Linked DNA regions of Sus scrofa: region 2 is linked to region 1. Evidence: chromatin contacts called from public HiChIP or PLAC-seq data. All regions are on one chromosome and are shown on one strand. Each heading gives the region's core, a stretch centred on a gene start, on an enhancer-like site or on the middle of the called end of the contact. The rest is flanking DNA. Distances are from core to core; before and after follow the strand shown. Region 1 overlaps LOC110260448 (a long non-coding RNA gene). Region 2 overlaps NSMCE2 (E3 SUMO-protein ligase NSE2).

Region 1 (7,017 bases), core at 3,883-6,382:
AAAGAAGCACATAACCAAGAAAGTGCTAGAAGTCCTCTTGCAACCAGAAAGACAGTCAGCTTTAAAGAAAATTGATATCACAAAAGACAGAGTGCAGAAGTAGAAAAATAAAAAAATCTGCATCTCCGACCTACACCACAGCTCATGGCAACGCCGGATCCTTAACCCATGAGCGAGGCCAGCGATCAAACCCGCAAGCTTATGGTTCCTAGTCAGATTCGTTAACCACTGAGCCACGACAGGAACTCCCAGATCCCATTTTATAAATGGGAAAACTGAGATTTGGAGAATTAAAGAGACCAAGCCAAGGTTCCCACAGATAGCGCATTACCAAAGAAGGAGCGGAGTACTTTCTTCTGGGATTTCCTTTGAAAAGTAAGAACATCAGCAGGCATTGCTTTACTTACCTCTAGGACTCAGAGACATGAGACAATGTAGCAAATCTGTCCTCCTGAAGCCTTCAGCGGGTCCCTCCATCCACCTCCAGATATAATGGCACCTCCTTAGCGTGGCTCCTATGGCCTTCCTGGCCTAGCCCAGCTCACCTCTCACCCTCCCCTCCCAGAAGGCCACAGGGCAACCATGCCGAACAACCACAGATCCCCCCAACCCACCATGCTCCCTCTCACCTGCCATGGGGTTCATGCCCTTCCCTCTGCCGAGAAGGCAAATTCTTCCCCTTCTGTTTAGCAGACTCGCATACTTTCTGGAGGTTCAGCTCTGTCACCTCTGCTGGAACTGCTCCCTACAATCCAAAAATCCCTAGGTACTCCTCCTCTGGTCCCCCAGTGTGTGTGTGTGTGTGTGTGTGTGTGTGTGTGTGTGTGTGTGTGTGTGATGGAGGAATAAGCATGTAGTGTTTGCAAGCAAAGACATAAATCTTGCCCTGCCACTTACTGGCTGCTTGACCTTGAGTATTTCACTTGACCTTCCTAAACTTCAATTTCTCATCTGCAAAATGGGGATATAAAAGTTCTTCATAGAGTCACTGGTAAGATTAAATTAGATAATCTAAGAAAATGTTTGACTTACACACTGAATGTTCATTAAACTATTGCCTTTATCATTACTTATGACAGTAATTATTTTCTGTTCTCTCTTCCCAACCAGACTCTGAGCTTCAGGAGGACAGGAACTATTGTCTTTGGACTTAAATTTCTCCCTGCCTGGGTCCTGGTAGGGGCTCAATAAATAAGCAATAAGGAAATTGTTGGAGACCACAGAACAGCAGATCTCTGCAGAAGGCAAGTATCTATGGACTCAGAGTTTTAAAGTACAGAGTCTTGGAGTTCCCGTTGTGGCCCAGTGGTTAACGAATTTGACTAGGAACCATGAGGTTGCGGGTTTGATCCCTGGCCTTTCTCAGTGGGTTAACGATCCAGCGTTGCCGTGAGCTGTGGTGTAGGTTGCAGACGCAGCTCGGATCCCATGTTGCTGTGGCTCTAGTGTAGGCCGGCGGCAACAGCTCCGAATAGATCCCTAGCCTGGGAACCTCCATATGCTGTGGGAGCGGCCCAAGAAATGGCAAAAAAAAAAAAAAAAAAAAAGACAAAAAATAAATAAATAAAATAAATAAAGTACAGAGTCTCTTTCAAAGACAAGATGAAGGACTTATGCACTAACCATGTTATTCTATAAACAGCTGCATTATGTCCTAAGGAGACCCACTTTTGATATTACAAAGAAGATAATCTCATCATTGCCTATGCCTGTCCCTGCCCACTAATCTTGTCACCTTCACTAATCCCATCAATAATAACCTCATCACCTTCCTTAATAAAAAGATATGGGCCTGTTCTATGGAACAGAGTGCCTCCAGGTCCCTCCCCTTTCTATTTTTTTTTTTTTTTTTTTTTTGTCTTTTCTAGGGCCCCTCCTGTGGCATACGGAAGTTCCCCGGCTAGGGGTCTAATCGGAGCTGTAGCCACCGGCCTACACCACAGCCACTGCAACTCGCACAGCTCATGGCAACACTGGATCCTTGACCCAATGAGCAAGGCCAGGGGTCGAACCCGCAACCTCATGGTTCCTAGTCAGATTTGTTAACCACTGAGCCACGACGGGAACTCCCATCCCCCCCTTTCTAAATGTAAGAGTCTTATGTGTTGTTATACCATGTGTTCCTCTTCCAGGATTCCCCTTTTCCCTGCAGCGCTGCTCACAGCAGGAAATGAACAGAGTAAAATGGAATCAGCCTTTAAATTCAGATTAAAAGAGGGATGCTAATTGGAGACACCTGATTTCAAGCTGTGGTCAAGGTTTTGGCCACCGGGATGGCTTGGATCAGCCAGTTCAGTGGGCTAAATATCACTCTGTTATTCCCCAGGGACCCTCCTACCTCTTGGCTTAAATAATTTCCTGTTACTCTATCATCATTCTTCCCTATTGCAAGCATATCCAGGGAAAGTACTTTACTGGTCAACACTTTTCATTGGTTCCATGACCAGTGCCCTCCCCGAGGTCTAGCCTCAACTCGCTGGAAAGCTAGCGTCTCCCTGTCTCAGCAGAGAAGCAGCCACAGAAGAAGGGCCCAGGAGGACCCTGAGGGGGAGATTCCATTCGGCCCCTGCTGACTTTTCCAACCCTACCTCCTCTGTATGCTTCTCAAGTTCCCCAGACCCCAGTCCTAAGCACCAACCACACTTGTCAAAGTCACCCCCAGCCCTTTCATGCCTCTAAGCTTTGTAGTTCTTTTTCTTCTTTCTTTTTAAGGCAGCGCCTGTGGCATATGGAAGTTCCTGGGCCAGGGGTCAAATCGGAGCTGCAGCTGTGGCCTACTGCACAAACATGGCAGCACCAGATCTGAGCCACATCTGTGACCTATGCAGCAGCTTGCCGCAGCACCAGATCCTTAACCCACCCAGTGAGACCAGGGTTCAAATCCCAATCCTCATGGACACTGTGTTGGGTTCTTAACCCACTGATCCACAGCAGGAACTCCTAAGCTTTGTAGTTCTTGTCTTAGCCAGGAATGCCCTTCCCACTGCTTTCCTCATTTATTAAAAGTCTATTCATCCTTCAAACCCCAGCTCAAACCAGCCCTTTCCTGAGGTTGCCAGTTTCTCCAGCTAGAATTTTTTTTTTTTTTTTTTGTCGTTTCTAGGGCCATACCCGTGGCTTATGGAGGTTCTCTGCCTAGGGGGTCTAATCAGGACTGTAGCCACCAGCCTACACCACAGCCCAGGGCAACGCCTGATCCTTAACCCACTGAGCAAGGCTAGGGATCGAACCCGCAACCTAGTCAGATTCGTTAACCACTGAGCCACGACAGGAACTCCTCTCCAGCTAGAATTAATCACTTCCTTTTCTTCATTTCCATAGTACTCAAACTCTGAGGGTTTTTTTTTCACTTATAATAATGCTTATTTTATTGGGTGGCTGAGAGAGTCAAAGGAAACAATGTGTGGAAAAGTCTTAGAAAAATATAGCAGACTATGTCCACATGGATTTGTATTGTGACAATTCTTCCCTCCAGGAGAGCATGGTTGTTCTGGCTGATGTTATGGTTTGCTTTGTACTTCCCTCCCTTTCCTGTATCAATTAGGGTATTTGGGGTTGTGTAATTCTGTCTACCTTGAGTACCGTCTCTATTAAAAATAAATACAAAAGGAATACATAGACTCCGTATCAGTTCAGAGATGAATTTGGCTGCAAGTAACAGAACCTCCAAACATAGTGGTTTAAAACAGTAAGGAGTTCTCAGCAAGGGGTCCAAAGGAAAGATGTTGCTGAGCAGGGTTGCTGTCTGTGCAGTCCTCCTAACCTCTTCCTCATGCTTATAAAGTATCTGCTACAGCTCCAACCATCACGTCCTTCCTCCATCCTGGAGCAAGGGGAAAGACATCCCCAGTAGATAGACATTTGCATCTCATGCACTAAGCCACACAGCTACCCCTCCCTGCAAGGGAGCCTGGGAAAGTGAACTCTGAGCTTTCCACCTTCTAGGACAGAGAAAGCATAGCTTGAAGGGAGTTGGGATGTGTGCTATTCTATCTGCCACAAGGAACTCTCAGGAAGAAGGAAGAGCTGATCATCCGGATGGTAGAAACTAACCTGCAGTTATCTTCAGAGTGCTGCTCACTCAGCCACTCAGCTCCTCTTGAGGTTCTTGAGTCATAATTTACTTTCCCGTAGTCTGACTTTCCAGCATGAGGCAAACGCCCACACTTGGCCGGAGGAATACAGGAACCTTGACCAGCAAGCCCCACAGTGTGGTATTGGATGAGAGACAGAATGAAAGAGCTGGGCAGATGAGAAACAATAAAATGCTCACATTGCCCTTATTAGGATGGGAGCTCCCCAAAGGCAGAACCCCTGACTTTCTCATCTGCTCATCGGCCGCTCTACCTGGCAAAATGATGTACTCAGTCAATCCACTGTGACTTGAATGATTTCATTCTTCAGCCAGGAGCATGAGTTTGTTTTCTCCCCCTTTGTTTTATTTTGTGTCATTGTCATTTTCATCCTCATGTAAGCATGGGTCTTGAAGCCAGATAGACCAGGAATGGAATTCCAGCCTCACTAAACCTCTTTCTGTGGCTTTGGTCAAGACACTTTACTCTCTGTGCCTCAGTTTTCTTCTCTGTAACATAGAAAGATTGAGGAGTTCCCGTTGTGGCTCTGTGGGTTAAGAACCTGACTAGTATCCATGAGGATGTGGGTTCGACCCCTGGCCTTGCTCAGTGGGTTAAAGGATCCAGCGTTGCTGTGAGCTATGGTGTAGGTTGCAGACGCAGCTAGGGTCCTGCATCTCTGTGGCTATGGTGTGGGCTGGCAGCTGCAGTTCCAGTTCAACCCCTAGCCTGGGAACCTCCATATGCCACAGTTGCAGCCCTTAAAAAAAAGAAAGAAAAGATAAGAAGATGGAAACCAATTGCATGAGGTTGCTATATGAATGGAACAACACAGGGTGTGTAAAGCACTTAGTAAGTATGTGGCCCATCTAGTCACTCTAATATCAAAGGCCTGTTATTATTTTTATGTTGGAATTTTAAGCAATGAGAGCACAATAAATAAGTCGCTCCATCCAATTCCCCAGGAATTCCTGTTTGGATTCCTACCAATGGCAGGTTTGATATTTGAGGAGAGAGCAAAGTTCTAATCTTTCCAGTTCATCCTAAAAATAGTCAGCTCTTCTCTGTACAATCTGTCAGCTCAGCAAGTCCCATCTAGGGAACCGGGAGATTGTGTAAGGCAATCTTTCTAAACCGGGGTCAAATGTTCTCCTTTACCCGAGAGTAACTCGCAAAAGATGCACATGAAGATAAGGGGTTGGCCCATTAGTGCGGGGGAGGGGATGTCTTCCCACCCGCGCTGGGGTCTGATGTCTGGAGCCGCAAGGATAAAATGCAACTGGCACCTTTTGCATTCTGGAGAGAAGGGATATTTTTCTCATGTTTATTCATTCAACCACGCAAGTCCATAAATGAAAGACATTTGCTGGAAGCTACTAGCTCAGAAACCAGTAAATGCAGAAGAGCAGAAGTAATTAAGTGAACCTGCCCCTGAGATCTCATGGTCAAGCCATTTATTGAAACCTTTAGGCATTCAACAACAATAATAATTAATATTTATTGAGCGTTTATTAGGTGCCATCCCTAGTTCTAAGACTTTATGTGCATCATTCACTCTTATTCCTTCTCTTTTTTTTTTTTTTTTTGCTTTTTGGGCCTGTACCTGTGGCATGTGGAGGTTCCCAGGCTAGGGGTTGAATTGGAGCTGTAGCTACCAGCCTACACCACAGCCACAGCAATGCGGGATCTGAGCCGTGTCTCTTACTCCACAGCTCGAGGCGATGCTGGATCCTTAACCCACTGAGCGAGATCAGGGATGGAACCCGAATCCGCATGGATACTAGTCGGGCTTGTTACCGCTGAGCCACAATGGGAACTTCCTCTTATTGCTTATCTTAACCTCATGAGATAAGGACTTTATCTTGGGTGCCAATGAAAACGTTGAGGTACCAAGAGATTAAATAACTTATCTGGACTTTTAGAAACTCCCTATCTGGGAAGCTTTCCATTGTTATGACCAGTGTAGGGGACTTCTAACATAGGAGGGGGTCACTCATTGTCAGAATCAGCAAAAGGGAGTTCCCGTTGTGGCTCAGTGGAAAGGAATCTGATTAGTATCCATGAGGGCGAAGGTTCAATCCTTGGCCTTGCTCAGTGGGTTTAGGATTCAGTGCACTTTATGGCTGTCAAACCAATGACATCCTCTGGACATTCTCAAGGGCTTCTCTAGGCTCATGCTCTTCCCTCCCCAAGCAGGTCTTTCCCATCACCTTCTCTAGTAGCCACATCCTGCTCATTTTGCAAAACTCAACTCCACTGCCTCTCTCAAAAATCAAGAAAAATTTCCAGGAATCCCCCACCATATTACCTAGGTATGATCTCTCAAACCTCTGTTTGTCCACCTCTGTTGGCCCCAACATTTTGCCAAAAATTATGTTCGGCTGTGTATCTGGCTTACTTTGTCTATGAAGTGAGTTCTCCTCCAAAGCAGAGGCCATGTGTGGTCAACTGTCTTATCTCCAGGGCCTGGCATTCCTGGGTTTAGTGCCCTGGTTCATGGGCACTAAACCCATATGCCTGGCTCACAGTATGCCCATGTAGGTGCTTGGCTGCCATTCACAGAATGGAATGGAAAGTGGAAATTCAAAAATGAGATAACGGGAGTTCCCATTGTGGCTTAGGAGGTTAAAAACCTGACTAGTATCCATGAGGATTCCGGTTCAATCCCTGACCTTACTCAATGGGTTAAGGATCTGGTGTTGCTCCAAGCCTCAGCGTGGGTCAAGGATGTGGCTCAGATCCCATGTTGTTGTAGCTGTGGTATAGGCTGGGGGCTAAGGCTTCAATTAGACCCCTAGCCTGGAAGCTCCATTTGCCACAGGTGCAGCCCTAAAAAGACAAAGAAAGAAAGTAGAAAGAAAGAAAGAAAGAAAGAAAGAAAGAAAGAAAGAAAGAAAGAAAGAAAGAAAGAGAAAGAGAGAAAGAAAGAGAGAAAGAGAGAAAG
Region 2 (7,274 bases), core at 1,741-4,240, 240 kb after region 1:
GGGCTGCACCCACAACATATGGAGGTTCCCAGGCTAGGGGGTGAATCAGAGCTGTAGCTGCTGGCCTACACCACAGCCACAGCAATGTGGGATCCGAGCCACATCTGCAACCTAAACCATGGCTCATGGCAACACTGGATCCTTAACCCACTGAGCAGGGCCAGGGATCGAACTGGAGTCCTCGTGGATACTCGTCGGGTTCATTTCTGCTGAGCCACAACGGGAACTCCGAGGGAATTCTAGTTCTGATTCTCTTTGGCACTGGCTAAGACTCTTCTGTGTGTACACAGCTTTTATAGAATTAAAACGCAGGTCATGGCCAGACAGGGCCTACAGAATTAAAAATTTTCCTAGATGTTATAACCTTCAGAGGATAGCAAAATTCAACAAACACACTTTCAACAAAAGCATTCAACAATATATAGACTGAGTTAGGAATCAGAACAACGGATAGAACATCGGGATCCAATAAATGTTATTTATAATACATATATTTTATTATAAATCAATGTTATATAATTGTTAATTGTTGCTGCTAGTATTATTTTTATCACTACTTTGTGCCAGGCCTTATGCTTGGTATTGGCAAAAAATAATCCTTGCCCTCAGAGAGCTCAGTTACGCAGGATAGATATATACAGCACAAAGCAGTGTTCTTTTTCTTTTCTTTCTCTCTCTCTTTTTTTTTTGTCTCTTTAGGGCCACACCCAAGGAACATGGAAGTTCCCAGGCTAGGGGTCAAATTGGAGCTGCAGCTGCTGACCTATACAACAGCCACAGCAATGCGGGATCCGAGCCACATCTGTGACCTACATGGCAGCTCACAGCAACGCTGGATCCTTAACCCACTGAGTGAGGTCAGGGATCAAACCAGCATCCTCATGGATACTAGTCAGGTTCATTACCACTGAGCCTCGATGGGAACTCCATCAGGTTGCATTTATTGAACACCTGCTCTGTGCCCAACACTACACAACTGCCAGTGGACACAAGGAGGATTAACATCGGGTCTGGTGGGAAAGGCAGATAAAGATACTTACATTCTGGGCAATTAGTGAAATAACAAATATGTTTGCACAAAATAGAAAAGTACCTAGAAGGAGTTCTCGCTGTGGCACAGTGGGTTAAGAATCCAGCTGCGGCAGCTTGTATTGCTATAGAGGTGTGGGTTCCATCCCCAGCCTAGTGCGGTGGGTGAAGGATCCAGCATGGCTGCCGCTGTGCTGTAGGTCACAGCTGCGGCTCAGATTCAGTCTCTGGCCCAGGAACTTCCAAATGCTGCAGGTGTGGCCATTAAAAAACAAAACAAAACCAAATCTCCTGGAGGAGCTCAGAAAGCAGGGTAAGGAATTGAGGTGAACCTCCCGGAGAGAGTGCTGACTAAGCCGGGCCCTCCAGGGAGGTGTGATAAGAAGAGAAGGACACTCAGGCAGCGAGGGGGAGATCCTTTAGGAACATGGGCTCGGAAACAGCCTGCCTGGTTCCATCACTTGATTAGCTGGGTGCTTTGGGGTGAGTTACTTGATCTTTTCCATGTTTCCACCTTCTCAGCTGTAAAATGGAGCTTATATCAAACCTATGTCATAGCACTGTATGAGGATTAAATGATTTAATGTATGAACAGTTCTTAGAAGGGTGTCGGGCAAGTAGCAAGTGATCAATAAGTATTGTCATGATTATTAATATTATTATGTGGAATTCCCACAGAGATGGCATAGAATGGCTACCTCCAACATGTATGCTCTATTAAATAAAAATGATGTGCTGGGAATTCCCGGTGTGGCTCAGTGATAACGAACCTAATTAGCGTCCATGAGGACACAGGTTCGATCCTTGGCCTTGCTCAGTGCCTTAAAAGATTCGGTATGGCTGTGAGCTGTGGTGTAGGTTATAAATACGGCTCGGATCTGGCCTTGCTGTGGCTGTGGTGGAGGCCAGAGGCTACAGCTCTGATTTGACCCTAGCCTGGGAACTTCCATATGCATGGGTGCGGCCCTAAACACACACACAGACAAACACACACACAGACACACACACAGACATAGACACACACACACACAAAAGAAGATGTGCTATGGAATCACCCAAAGAGAAACTGCAAGGTTGCTTCCCAGGATTCTCCATGGTATGGGCCCTCCCACGCCCCAGGGCAGAGTGCGGTTTAAATTAGCCTAGTTGTAGTTAGCTGACCCAGCACTACCAACATCTTTAATTTGCTGGCCACTTTCACTTCCATGGCTCTTTCGACATACTGCTCTGAAGATCTTGAAAGTAAACTGAATGAAGAGTTTCAGTTTATTTCCTCCAAATGAGCTGACATTTTCATAAGATATATACCCTTTCACACTTGATGGTTTATCTATGTGTTTTAGACACATTCTTTGCTCTCAGCTGATATCATGTATTAATCTGCCTCCATTTCTTTAAATACTGTCCAAATATGTCATACATCAAAATGTGAGCGTTTTGAAATAATCGGAACCCAGTATATTTTACCAGGGGGACAAAAACCGATCTGGTCATACAATATCCATTTCAGGTCAATAAATAACTGAAAATATCCCCAAACTCAGTACATGTATGTAGTATTTCTTATGCAACTACAGAGACAATTTGATGCCCATCTCTAGATTTCCAAGCAAAAGCAGAAAATTGAATGCACACAATCTATTTCTTTGCTCTGGGCAATTAACTAGAAAAACCACATGATAGGAAAACTGATTAGCCAGCCCTGAGACAGTTTACAATGCTCACTGAGATTCACAGAAGAGCATGAAGCAAGCAAAGATCAGAAGACGAAATCCCATCTGGGCTCATCTTACATTTTCTTATTTTAGAGGGTTGTAAACATCATCCATCCAGGTACCCAAGACAGTTCATGCCACTTGTTCCCAAATGCTTTCCAATCTCTATCTTTAAACTACCTTGACCCTGTCTCCTTCTTTTCATTCTCACTGCTGCTGTCCAGCATTTCCTATTTAGAAGATTGCAAAAGGTCTCCATTTATCTCTGCCCCAGACTTTCCCCAATCCCTTTCTACACTCTGGTTAGTCATCCTTCTAAAACCATGGCTTCCTAAGCACGACACCAAGACTTGTCATCAGCTGGTGCATAGCACCTTCATGTCCTATTGCGACCCGGCTCAATCCCATTCCCCATATCCATCCCAAACTGATTAGTTTGTCCACATTTGCCAGGCTGTTCTGCGCCTCTGCTAGCCCTTCACCTAGGAATCTGTGACCACCCTTCAGGACTCAATTCAAGTATTTCCTCCATAAAGCCCCAAAGAAGATGTGATTCCTCTTTCAGCCTCCAGAGAATCTTTGTATATCCAGTAATCATTTGTTCACTTCTCTACCTTCCCTACTAGACTGTCAATTCCTTGGGGAAGGAACTTTACCCTTATTTATCTTCGTATTCTCAGGGAGACAGGCGAGGTGAGAGAACTTAAGAAATGCCCATTGAATGTCTGATTGCCAAAACAAGAGAATGCTTTGAATACTGTTATCTATAAATTGACCATGATAATAACAAGAAAACAGTGAAGGAGACTGTTTTGAAGGCAAATAGTTTAGAATAAGACAACTTGGTCTTTGAAGTAATCTCTTTTTTCCAGAATGGGAGCCGTTTTACTCCACCTGGGTCATTCCACTCTCCATCCTCTATTCCACTTCTTTTTAATTTTATTTTTGTCTTTTTAGGCCTGCACCTGCAGCATATAGAAGTTCCCAGGCTAGGCTTCGAATCTGAGCTGCAGCTGCTGACCTATGCCACAGCCGCCAGATCTGAGCCACATCTGCATCCTACACCACAGCTCACAGCAACACTGGATCCTTAACCTATTGAACGAGGCCAGGGATCAAACCTGTGTCCTCATGGATACTATTTAGGTTTGTTACTGCTGAGCCACAATGGAAACTCCCTCTATTCCACTCTGTGCAAAAAGCAAATTATCCAGATAATATCACTTATCTGTGAAATCTAATTTTAAAAACGATACACATGAACTTATTTACAAAACAGAAAGAGACCCACAAATTTTAAAAACAAACTTATGGTTACCAAAGAGGAAACATGGCGGGGGGGGATAAATTAGGAGTTTGGGATTAGCATATACACATTGCCATATATAAAATAACCAACAAAGAGTTCCTGTCGTGGCTCAGTGGTTAACGAATCCAACTAGGAACCATGAGGTTGCGGGTTCGACCCCTGGCCTTGCTCAGTGGGTTAAGGATCCAGCATTGCTGTGAGCTGTGGTGTAGGTCGCAGACGCGGCTTGGATCCCACGTTGCTGTGGCTCTGGCATAGGCCATTGGCTATAGCTCCGATTAGACCCCTATCCTGGGAACCTCCATACGCTGCGGGAGCGGCCCTAGAAAAGGTAAAAAGACAATAAATAAATAAATAAATAAATAAATAAATAACCAACAAGGACCTGCTGTATAGCACAGGGAACTCTACTCAATATTCTGTAATAACCTATATGGGAAAAACATCTAAAAAAGAATGGATATATGTATATGTATAACTGATACGCTTTGCTGTATACCTGAAACTCACACAACACTGTAAATCAACTATACTCTAATAATTTTTTTAAAAAGAAAGTTATCAAGAAGCAAGATGATAGAGGTCATGATCCAAGAATAAACTATTCCTCATTATGTCTTTATATCATCTGTGATTCTGGTCCCTTGCCCCAAATCCTCTATATCCAGAGGAAAGTACAATAACCATCAGTTACCAAAAACATGCAACTTCTCTTAAGTTTGTTGAGTTTAGCCAGAGTGTACAGGCAGTGATATTCAAGTACAGCAGTGTTTATAATAGAGAAACACTGAGGAAATCTAGATATTTGACAGACTGAGAATTTAAGTGAACTGTGGCCTCGCTAGTCTCAAAATCTGATTGACATGAAAAACAATATCAAAAGAAAATGCTTAGGTTATATAAGGTAGAAAAAAACCTTCTATATGCAGTATGACTAATTAATCTTAAAAAATAGTATACTAGAAAAAAGACTGAAGGAAAATAAGGACAAAATATTGCAGTTCATTGTGTCTACATCGAGCACCCTTTATGAGACCAGGTAATATTTAAGAGGCAAACAGGACCGATGGTGTCGGGGGTGGACAGATTTGTTTATCCAATTTATCAGACTGAAACACACCATGAAATCAAGGCTAGAGAGCATCATATCTTTAAAAGAAACTTTAAAATTTATGGAGCTCCTGTCGTGGCTCAGTGGAAACGAACCCGACTAGGAACCATGAAGTTTTGGGTTCGATCCCTGGCCTTGCTCAGTGGGTTAAGGATCTGGCGTTGCCATAAGCTGTGGTGTAGGTCGCAGATGTGGCTCGGATCTGGTGTTGCTGGGCTGGTGGCTACAGCTCCAATTAGGCTCCTAGCCTGGGAACCTCCATATGCTGTGGATGCGGCCCTAAAAAGGACAAAAAGACAAAAAAAAATTATAACCGCTCAACTTTAAATCTGCAACATTTCAATTTGGGGTAAGACGGGGGCATGACACCATTTCAATCCCTGATATTTTCTAGGTGGTTTGTTATCCCAACGACAGTTGTGATATTTCAAACTTAGCTGCTCCCTCTACAAGGTAATATTTCACCATGTAATTTATGTAACATCTTCTCTTCCAGCTCCTCTGATTTTGAAGCTCAAGACAAAAAGAATGAAATTCCTGTAGAGAACACAAGACTGTAATAACAGAATAAGGCTAGCACCCATATCATACTTTGTTTTGGACATCTTCTCAAATAAATGGTAAGTTTTAATCTTCCAAGGACAGAAGGCAAGGAGCCACTGAAGACACCCATTTTGGGATAAAGCTCAGAGAAGAGGAAGTACCTGTCTTACTAAGTGAGGGCAGGCCTTGAGTCTGATCAAACAGATGACTCCAACGGATTACCCAGCATGGGAGTTACAAAGTGCTGCAGAAGCTGGTATTAATTAAATATGCTTATTTTTCCTTTGGACACGCACTGGATAAAGAGTATCAAGGTTTATTTTTAATCCATTAAAAAAAAATTCTTCTCTACAGTGGCACAATGTAGTCATGTTTGGAAAAAAAAAAAAAAGAGAGAGAGAGAGAGAAGAAAAAAAGAAAGGAGAATAATCCCCAAAGTGCATTCAGCATGGAAGAAATTCAAAAAGGTCAGAGCCCGAGGGACCAAATCTAGTGAAGCTGAACAGTCCTGTCAGCAGCAAGGTCCGTGAAGCCAGCCGAGATACAGCCCAGCTCCCCGGCTTGCGGAGCGCTCGGAGCCAATCAGGGCTTCCGAGGGTGATGCACCCACAGATGCTCTGCGCTGCCTCGACATCTGTTTTCAGTTCTCAGGATCTCGTCTGAAGTTAGCTTAACAGAAAACATACCAAAGGAGAAAAAAAAAAATCCCTGCCAACGGGAAGGAAGAAGAAAAATGAGAAACAGGGAGGAGGGAGGGGCGGAGATACATAGAGGGAGAGAGAGATGCAGAGAGATGCAGAGAGAGAAGAAGCGGGGGGTAGGGAGGGGGAGAGGGAGGGAAAGGAAGAGAGAAAGCTAGAAGGAAGGGAGGAGGGGGCTGAGGGCCGTGGGACATCTTTAACATGACGGAGCCCAGGAAAGGCACCAGCACTCACACACCTAGAACTAAGTCCTTGTCACCAAGCCTTCCTCTTCCCGGCGCCCCCAACCCTATCTCCCCAGTTTCTGCCCTCTTTAAAACCTTCCCCACGTGCAAAGGAAGACACGTGACTTCAGAATCGGGATCAGCTTAGGACACAGCTCTTGTGAATGTGTACAATAGATCTGAGTCATTTGTTCGCTTTGTAAACATGAAGAAATCACCCTTTAAAACTTCCTCCTCCATGACATTCACAGCACTTGACAATATGCTTAGCATGGAACCTTATTACTCTTTTCCTCATCCACACCCCAGATTCAGAAGGGATGGATTTTCTTTCTCACTGAGAGCTCACATGCTCCAGGGCATGTGGGAATTAAGGGGAGCACGACAGGGAAGCAGAGGGGGCTGACAGTGGCTGAAGCGGTGCGAGCCTGGGTTGGGCAGCGCAGAAGCGCAGAGAAGTGAGCAGCAGCCCAGGAGAGCACTTCACCAAGGCCACCGCCCTCCTCTGGGGAACCTTCCCACTCAGGGGCTCCCCCCACCCCAACTTAAATCATCCGTAAGCATCTGCTTCTGCCACTGTCTCCCTGACTCATCTGTAAGCAACTCAGGGACAGGGACCACCTTTGCTCATCTCTGCACCTG

The links. HiChIP or PLAC-seq counts read pairs in DNA pulled down with a chosen protein or histone mark.
Region 2: an H3K27ac HiChIP or PLAC-seq map of skeletal muscle shows a contact between it and region 1. The contact joins two enhancer-like sites. A contact is called at or near these places in 1 of 47 Hi-C or Micro-C datasets (heart right ventricle) and 2 of 2 datasets of contacts at active chromatin or transcription factors (alveolar macrophages and skeletal muscle).

What each region holds. Positions count from the first base shown.
Region 1 is chr4:14,128,564-14,135,580 of Sscrofa11.1, forward strand. LOC110260448 (a long non-coding RNA gene) reads left to right here. Exons shown (of 3, transcript XR_002343758.1): 3 at 1,111-1,250. Among named protein-coding and RNA genes, the nearest start is that of TRIB1, 170 kb to the right of the region's middle. Within about 2 kb of position 5,133, at least 8 of the 83 cell types and tissues checked have an H3K27ac peak or open chromatin away from gene starts, as enhancers often do. A contact at or near this core is called in alveolar macrophages and skeletal muscle, where this site is marked.
Region 2 is chr4:14,375,646-14,382,919 of Sscrofa11.1, forward strand. All of the region lies in intron 4 of NSMCE2 (E3 SUMO-protein ligase NSE2), which reads right to left. Among named protein-coding and RNA genes, the nearest start is that of TRIB1, 81 kb to the left of the region's middle. Within about 2 kb of position 2,991, at least 4 of the 83 cell types and tissues checked have an H3K27ac peak or open chromatin away from gene starts, as enhancers often do. A contact at or near this core is called in alveolar macrophages and skeletal muscle, where this site is marked.